Regions from separate parts of the Mus musculus genome. Here region 2 is linked to region 1. Evidence: chromatin contacts called from public Hi-C data. All regions are on one chromosome and are shown on one strand. The core of a region is the stretch at or near the end of the contact, and the rest is flanking DNA. Distances in the headings are between cores, read along the strand shown. Region 1 overlaps St3gal1 (ST3 beta-galactoside alpha-2,3-sialyltransferase 1). Region 2 overlaps 1700012I11Rik (RIKEN cDNA 1700012I11 gene).

What was found. Hi-C and Micro-C count contacts between places; a contact is called where the count stands out from the background.
Region 2: a Hi-C map of muscle stem cells shows a contact between it and region 1, with 3 times the contacts expected there. The contact joins two enhancer-like sites. A contact is called at or near these places in 2 of 39 promoter capture datasets (the C10 cell line and stem cell-derived epiblast-like cells), 3 of 484 Hi-C or Micro-C datasets (conventional dendritic cells, muscle stem cells and myocytes) and 1 of 9 other capture datasets (adipose tissue).

The regions. Positions count from the first base shown.
Region 1 is chr15:67,114,127-67,118,213 of GRCm38.p6, forward strand. It overlaps St3gal1 (ST3 beta-galactoside alpha-2,3-sialyltransferase 1), which reads right to left. Exons shown (of 9, transcript NM_009177.4): 4 at 1-231. Among named protein-coding and RNA genes, the nearest start is that of Gm31400, 54 kb to the right of the region's middle. Within about 2 kb of position 2,780, at least 148 of the 459 cell types and tissues checked have an H3K27ac peak or open chromatin away from gene starts, as enhancers often do. A contact at or near this core is called in muscle stem cells, where this site is marked.
Region 2 is chr15:67,238,477-67,242,410 of GRCm38.p6, forward strand. 1700012I11Rik (RIKEN cDNA 1700012I11 gene) reads left to right here. Exons shown (of 9, transcript NR_045140.1): 2 at 1,167-1,246. Among named protein-coding and RNA genes, the nearest start is that of 1700012I11Rik, 14 kb to the left of the region's middle. Within about 2 kb of position 2,150, at least 2 of the 459 cell types and tissues checked have an H3K27ac peak or open chromatin away from gene starts, as enhancers often do. A contact at or near this core is called in muscle stem cells, where this site is marked.

The sequences.
Region 1 (4,087 bases), core at 1,530-4,029:
GAAACCTGGGAAGAGCAGTGTTCTCCCCAGCTCAAACGGGGATCAAGTTTAGTTAGTTACTCTCAGCCTGAGCGAACCCCTGGACAATCTGTAAAAGGTCTTGGCGCAGGATGCGAGGATGCTTGGCCGCCCTCCTCCAATAATCCTTAATTAGAGCTGTGTCTCCTAGGCTGTTCCAAGGAATGGGGACTGAAAGGGCATCTCCTGGAAGGCATAGGGTTTGCTGAACATCTGTGTACAAAGGAGGAAGAAAGAAAGATGAAACCTGGTGACCTTGTTATTATTTCTCTCTCCAGACTTGTGCCACAAGCCTCAGGGGCTCTCTGTGGGCTACAGTGGGGTTGCTCCCATTTGTTTGCTTTTCCTGCTTTCAGGCCTGAGCTTTGCCTCCTCATCCACCTGACTTTGTCACTGCTGTGCTCTCTTGTCACCATGGACAAAGTCACTCTGGCTGCTCTGCCACCCTGGCACCCTGAAGCCATATACTATGAAATTATGAACCAAAGTAAACCCAACCTCTCTCAAGTTGTTTCCTGGCTGGTCTGCTGTCACAGCCCAAAACAAAACAAACAAACATCAAAGGACCGAAGACAATGGTCAGAGCCTGAAGCTTAGCCTTTTAGTTTCTCAGTTGCTGTTTCCTGCTTCTTAAACTATGAACCTCCGAAGCTTACACATGAGCAAATGCCCTGCAATGAGGGATAATGGTTAAGAGCCTAAGTCTCTTACCCCATGGTTTCCTTTGCTATGGACACAGCCTCTCAGTGTTGGACGTAGTGTCTGAAAATTTAATCTATCTCTCCACCCTTTCAAGCATATCTCCGTTTGTCTCACTGCTGCCCTGGGAGTCAGCATTCACCCTTTGCAGGACATAGGCAGCTTCATCTCCACTTTATCTTTTCTCTTCAGCCTACTTCACCTCCCATCCCTCAGCTGTCCCCACCCTTCAGACCTTGGCTGTTTCTCCCTGGAGTTGTCTGCTCTGCAGCCACTGTTGGACGTGGTGGGGAGAAAGGGTCTTACCCGTGTTAGACCCCGTGTCAGACAGGGAGGCTCCACTGAGTTTCAGCGTATCGCCCCTCTTTATAAACTTGAGCAGGTGGCTAGGCAGGAAAGAACAAAGTACCAACTGGGGCCTCAACAGCCTCTGCCCTGCCCAGAGGGGCCCAGAAACAGCTTGTTTATTATCTCTATGCTAGACATTCTTTTGATGGCAGCCTTGACTCAAGGCCCAATGACTTTTGGCCAAATCTTGTCTTTCTCATCACTGAAAAGTAGACCATCTCCAGGCCTCTGGGTTCTCGCTCACTGGCTTCATATAGCAGAACCAGAAACCAGAGAGTAAGACCCAGGGCAGCGGAATGCCTCGAACATGCTATAGAGAAGAGAGCGCCTTCTTCAAACTGCTCTCAAGCCCTGTCCTGATCAGTGGCTATTTGGTGCCACCTAGTCTTCTTATGGAAAGTGTTCAGTGGAGCCTGGCCAACAGCACCAGAGTAAAAACAGTCATAGAAGGCACACCACACAGTTCCTGTGCGTTGTGAGCCAGACTCTGAACTTCTCTGATCCTTGCTTCCTAAAACACTGTTGCTTCAGGCCAAGGTGGGAAGAATGACTGGCATAAAGGGGACCAGCACAGAGCACCGAGTGTAAATAACACCAGCCGTGGCTGTTTCTATTCCTTGAATCCCGGATGCTTCCTGTGGACAATGTACCCCAAGATGGCTGGACTGTCTCAAGGGCAAGTTTATTTAAAGGACCAAATGATACCAGGCATTAAAGAATACAAGCCAGGGACACCCTGTCTCAGTTCCTCTAGGTGGTGGCACCTGACTATTCGGTGCTTTCTGAGGCCCCGGGGAAAGTGGTCCTAACAGTGTGTGTGTGTGTGTGTGTGTGTGTGTGTGTGTGTGTGTGTGTGTGTTAGGGATCCCAGAACTAGAGATACAGCAAATAGCCAAACAGTGAGGCTGACCCAGTGAGCTAGCAGCTAGCTAGTTGACTGCCCAGGGGCTTCTCCACAGTGGTTTTACTTTCCAGTTTCCACCTGCCTGTCCCTCCGATTCCCTTCCCCCATGCTTAGGCGTACGAATGTACTGCCCTTTGGAGCCTGTGAGAGTACACCTCCCCCCCCCCCCAGGAGAGGCCCATCACCCTTATAACACTGGGCCCCAGGGTTGGATGGGGCCAACTGGTTCTTTGTACTTTGCAGTTCAGGGTCCTAGCTGCCACCTGTTAGACCTCTGATGAGTCCCGTGCACTGGGCTTTGACTAGAGCAAGTCTTTGTCGTCAGTTAGGCCTAGGGAATGTTGAGCCTACCTTTCCCAGGTGATAGGCCCTGTGTAGGTCATTCTACCTCTCTGCTGGGTTTGCTCCATAAGGCAGAACGGTCACTCTTCTTTAAGGGTCTATAGAAAGTACAAGCAGAGCCTCCTGGCATCTAACATGCATGGAAATGAGTTATCTTCATCACCAATGCACAGGTGATGGGATTGAGGCTTAGTGGGGAAGCCTTTGACTGAATCTACGCACCCAGGAACTGAACCGTGAATTTGAACTTGCTCCTCCCCTCAAATACGGTGCTTTCTCAGACTTGGAAATGAAAAGCCCAGACATCGCCCTGCCCTTCCTTTCCTGTCTCTGGCACATCTACTCTGTGCTAAGCAAGAAATTCCAGGAAGCAGATGCTGGCTCTGAAAGTTGCATCCCCTGAGCAGGATCTGGGGTTACTGTGTTCTCATACAAGGGTGTGCCTCACTTCTGCTTTAATCCCTCATTTGGAGAACCCACGGCCCAGTGAGTCAGAGCTGGAAAGCTCTTGGCTGGGGCTCGCCGGTGGAGGGGAATGCCGCTTGCTCAGGCTCCTGGGCCACTTATCACCAGCAGCTGAGGACTTCTCAGAGCATCTGCTGTTGACACTTGGTGACTAGCTTCCTCCCTGAAGATGTTGCTCAGTACAGCTGTCTGGGAAGCCTGGGAGACTGGAGATGTTGAAATCTTCCAGGTGAATTCTAGAACTTTGTGGTTAAAGTCAAAGCAAGGGGCAGCCAAGAGCTAGGGAGCTGTCTGCTTTTAAAATGGTTGAGTCCTACACAAAGGTATCACTGCTATATGCCAGCCGAGGACTTTTAGGGAGTCCTGTTTATTGCTGACCGGGACCCCCAATTGGGTCACTGTCTACCACAGTGAGGGGGTTTACCTACCCTCCTTCATACGCCCTCCCCCTCTAGTGATGCACTGCTCAGACAGCTCTGGAGTCTGTTAGTCGATGTCTGGGTTGATAGAAGAGTGAGCCGAGGCCTTCCTTCTGTCCTACCTTAGTGGTGGTGGCTGCAGGTGGCTTGACACTGCCCCGGAGGACATGCCTAAGGACTACCTTAAGGCTGAAGGTAGGTGTGTTCTGTGCTGACTTTCTGAAGCTTCCTGGTTTCAGGGTCCCAGCCAGAATGGCTTCCCTAAATGCCTGAGGTCTCACACCTCCTCGCTTTCCTCAACTTTGCAAGTGACTGGTCTCTGAGAAGCACTCGTTTTCTATCCATATTCTCAGACCGGATCCTCACTGCTTGCCTTACAGATCCCTAGGACAACTCTAACCAAGCCTGGCAGCTCCCATGCCTCTCCATTTTACCTCTACTTGGCTGGCCCATCCCAGACGGAGCTATCGCCTAACAGCCTTTGTGCGTAGTATACCCGGGTGTGATGGATCCTTTTCCTTGTCACATTGACTAGGTTTAGAATTTCCATAGAAGCACAATAAATCTTATGAATGCAGAAGGAAGTAGCTGGAGAAATGGCTCAGAGGTTAAGAGCACTGACTGCTCTTATAGAGGATCAGGGTTTGAATCCTAGATCCCACATTGGACACCATACACAGGCCCGTATGTAATCTCAGTTCTGAGGGATCTATGCCCACTTCTGACCTCTACAGGCACCTTCACATGCACACACACACACACACACACACACCACATACACACACACCCCACATACACACACATGTTTTTTTCTTTTTTTCAAAAGGATTTCTATGAAAAAGGTTCTCTAGAAAGGTTTAACTGAGCTGGGAAGACCTCTCCTGAATATAGG
Region 2 (3,934 bases), core at 900-3,399, 120 kb after region 1:
TTTTCATACTTTATATAGCAAAATAATCTATTGTACAGTTACTGTTCAGCTACTGTCCAGTTCAAGAGCACCATCTTTGGAAACTTAGAGGTCCTGACAAATGAGGCTTGTAATGTTTAGCAACATCCCTTACCGGGTGCTTCTAGCTCTCTACACTCTGGTAAGATTGTACCTCCTGATCGTCTCCAGGTGTGAATAGGACTTTGGCCAGTGACCCTTGAACAGAGGTTATTGAGCAGAGGTTAAATCTAACTGGAAACTGTAAGGGCTTATAAGTGCGTTGCCTAGATATGCTTCCCTCTACAGCCAAGAATGAATCATACAGTGGCTAATCTATGAGCTTGATCCTGGGGTGTTGATACCATGGCCAGAGCCTTCAGTTTTCCCTTGATGGACATTCAGTATAAAAAGAGAGTATAACTTCATAGGCTTAATCGACTAAGAATCTGCATAATTTGTTATATAACATCATCAAATTTCCTCCAACGGAAACAAAATATTGCCTTAAAAATGAATACCAGATCTGTGCATCTCATTTGTGTATCCCATGTCTTTATTACCTTTATATTGCCCTCCTCCTTCCTTCCTCCCTCTCTCTCATGTAGGATGAATGTTGAATTCATTATAATTTCCCTCAAAAAAATTGAATTGGTAAAGGATTGACTGTAGTTTATTCATTCCCAAAGACATGATTTTCTCAAAAACATAATGTGTTCAGAAGCCGAGCTTATTAATATCTTTTCACCCACCTGTGTTGTTCTGGTTGCAGGAGTATAGAAAATTGGTGTCAACAATTCAATGGGTCTTGAGCCAACATTGACCCAGAATAAGATGGCACAGTTGGTTGCAGCGATAGGGCCCCAACTAGAGTCCAGTGAAGACAGAGTTAGAAAGGGTTACTATATTCAGATGGCTTAATTGACTGTGTCTTTAAGGATCAGAAGTGAAGAAATGGGAAGAAAAGGCAATGTGAGGCTGTGTTAGGAGGATGCCGCTGGGTACAGTCAGTCCACATCCAGTGAGGGCTACCTGGGATGAACATTGGACCTTGCTTAGGATTCTCAGCAGGAATGACCAAAAGCCCATTATCTTCCTTTCCTTTCTCTTCCTTTTTCTTGAGGGAAGCCTGAGTTGCTCTCCTTACTCTATCTGCCTCTTATTTGTAGGTAACGGTTTGGAAAACATACCCACAGAGATGGTTCCTTTCTGGGCAGAGGAAAATACTGCTGTGTTATGCATTTTCTAGGTAAGACTCTGACAGTATAAAGCCAATGTGTCCTGGAAATATCGATTCCACAGGCAGCTGAAATCCACGTGGAGGTTGAGAATGTGAGGCACAGTGACTCATGTCTACTTTGGCATTATCATGCAGCTTGGGACAACAGAGGTGAATGCCTAGTATTTCCATTGACCACTGCTGCAGAAAAGGCCAGCTGACAGCCAGTCTTGCTTGAGATACTGCAAGGGGTGGTAATACATATTCTCAGGAAGGCCGGCAATCTACAACCGTCTGCTTTCATGTGTGAAGCTAAGAGGTTCTGACTGTCCCCCACAGCTGAGGAACTGGATGTGGTGTGGCTAATTACCATGGCATGGACACTGAGTGCCTCTCCAAGCCATGTGCAATGCTTCATCCCAGGAGGTTTTTATGAGAAAGTGATACGGTCATGGGAGCTCTTTAGGTCACTGGAAGGTTCTGGAAAAGACTGTTAAGATCTTAACCCTTTCTTTCTTTCTTCTTTTTCTTTTTATATCTTATTTTTGAGATATAAAGTACTTACAATAATTCTCTCTTTTGCTCTCCCCAAACTCTCCCATATGCCCCTCTTTTTCCAATTAATAACCTCTTTTTTCACTAATTGTTTTTGCACACAAACACACACACACACAATCTCTCTTTCGCTCGCTCTCTCTCTCTCTCTCTCTCTCACACACACACACACACACACAGACACACACAGATACACACACACACACACACACACACACACACACACACACACACAAACACCTAAACATACTTGGTTGGGTACATATGATTTTACTTTTATGTACATTCTTAAGGCTCACTGATGGGCACTGGGCAGACAATTGATGTGTTCTTCTTCCTTGGGGAGGATTTATATTTCTAGCTCTTAGCTTTACTCAGTTGTCTCTAGTTCTTGCCCAGTCTTGATGACTCATGGGCACTTCCTAATGCCCTTTGGCATGCCCATTGGTGTCTTCCCTTTTAGTTCACATGTAATCATGTTAGTGAGACTTAATGGTTGTAGAGGCAGGGTCGCACAGCAAATTCTGATCCTTGGCTCTTACAGTCTCTTTACGCTTCTTCCACAATGATCTATGAGCCTTCAGTGGAGGAGTGTTTTATATATGGATCCATTGTTCCATTGTGTCTGTGCTCTACAACTCTGAATATTGCTTGATAGTGGATTTTGTTTTTTGTAGTTGTCTCCAACTGTGGCAAAGAGAAGTTTCCTTGATGAAGGGACAAGACTACACTTACCTGTAGGTATAAGGACAAGTGTTTGTAGACGGTGGTTAGGGATTTTCATTCTTGGCCGTACACTTCCACCATGAGGCAGTCTTCAGCTCAGCCCCAAAAGTAATGGCGGTGAGATGATCAGGACTTGGAGCATCCAACACTGTGAATAAAGATGGAATCAACCTTGCCTAATGTGCAGGACTAACCACTACTTTTCCTTACCTCAAGAATCTCTGCTTCAGAGACAGTGACAGAAATCCCCAGAAACCTCTGTTTTTCCCTGCTTTCCTTCTCAGCTCAATCTGAACCGCACACGCATTCGCACCCAGTTCTGGGACCTCTTCATCCACAGTCTTCTGTACATTACTGTGACAACTTACTCATAGCCTCCTCATGCCATCATGGCCCTGTATTTGGACATCAGAAAAACAAGAGGGTGTTTTGTTCCCACTTCTAAGGAGGGGCATAGTGTCCACACTTCAGTCTTCATTTTTCTTGAGTTTCATGTGTTTAGGAAATTGTATCTTATATCTTGGGTATCCTAGGTTTTGGGCTAATATCCACTTATCAGTGAGTACATATTGTGTGAGTTCCTTTGTGAATGTGTTACCTCACTCAGGATGATGCCCTCCAGGTCCATCCATTTGCCTAGGAATTTCATAAATTCATTCTTTTTAATAGCTGAGTAGTACTCCATTGTGTAGATGTACCACATTTTCTGTATCCATTCCTCTGTTGAGGGGCATCTGGGTTCTTTCCAGCTTCTGGCTATTATAAATAAGGCTGCTATGAACATAGTGGAGCATGTGTCCTTCTTACCAGTTGGGGCATCTTCTGGATATATGCCCAGGAGAGGTATTGCTGGATCCTCCGGTAGTACTATGTCCAATTTTCTGAGGAACCGCCAGACGGATTTCCAGAGTGGTTGTACAAGCCTGCAATCCCACCAACAATGGAGGAGTGTTCCTCTTTCTCCACATCCTCGCCAGCATCTGCTGTCACCTGAATTTTTGATCTTAGACATTCTGACTGGTGTGAGGTGGAATCTCAGGGTTGTTTTGATTTGCATTTCCCTGATGATTAAGGATGTTGAACATTTTTTCAGGTGCTTCTCTGCCATTCGGTATTCCTCAGGTGAGAATTCTTTGTTCAGTTCTGAGCCCCATTTTTTAATGGGGTTATTTGATTTTCTGAAGTCTACCTTCTTGAGTTCTTTATATATGTTGGATATTAGTCCCCTATCTGATTTAGGATAGGTAAAGATCCTTTCCCAATCTGTTGGTGGTCTCTTTGTCTTATTGACGGTGTCTTTTGCCTTGCAGAAACTTTGGAGTTTCATTAGGTCCCATTTGTCAATTCTCGATCTTACAGCACAAGCCATTGCTGTTCTGTTCAGGAATTTTTCCCCTGTGCCCATAGGGAACAAAACACCCTTGGAAGGAGTTACAG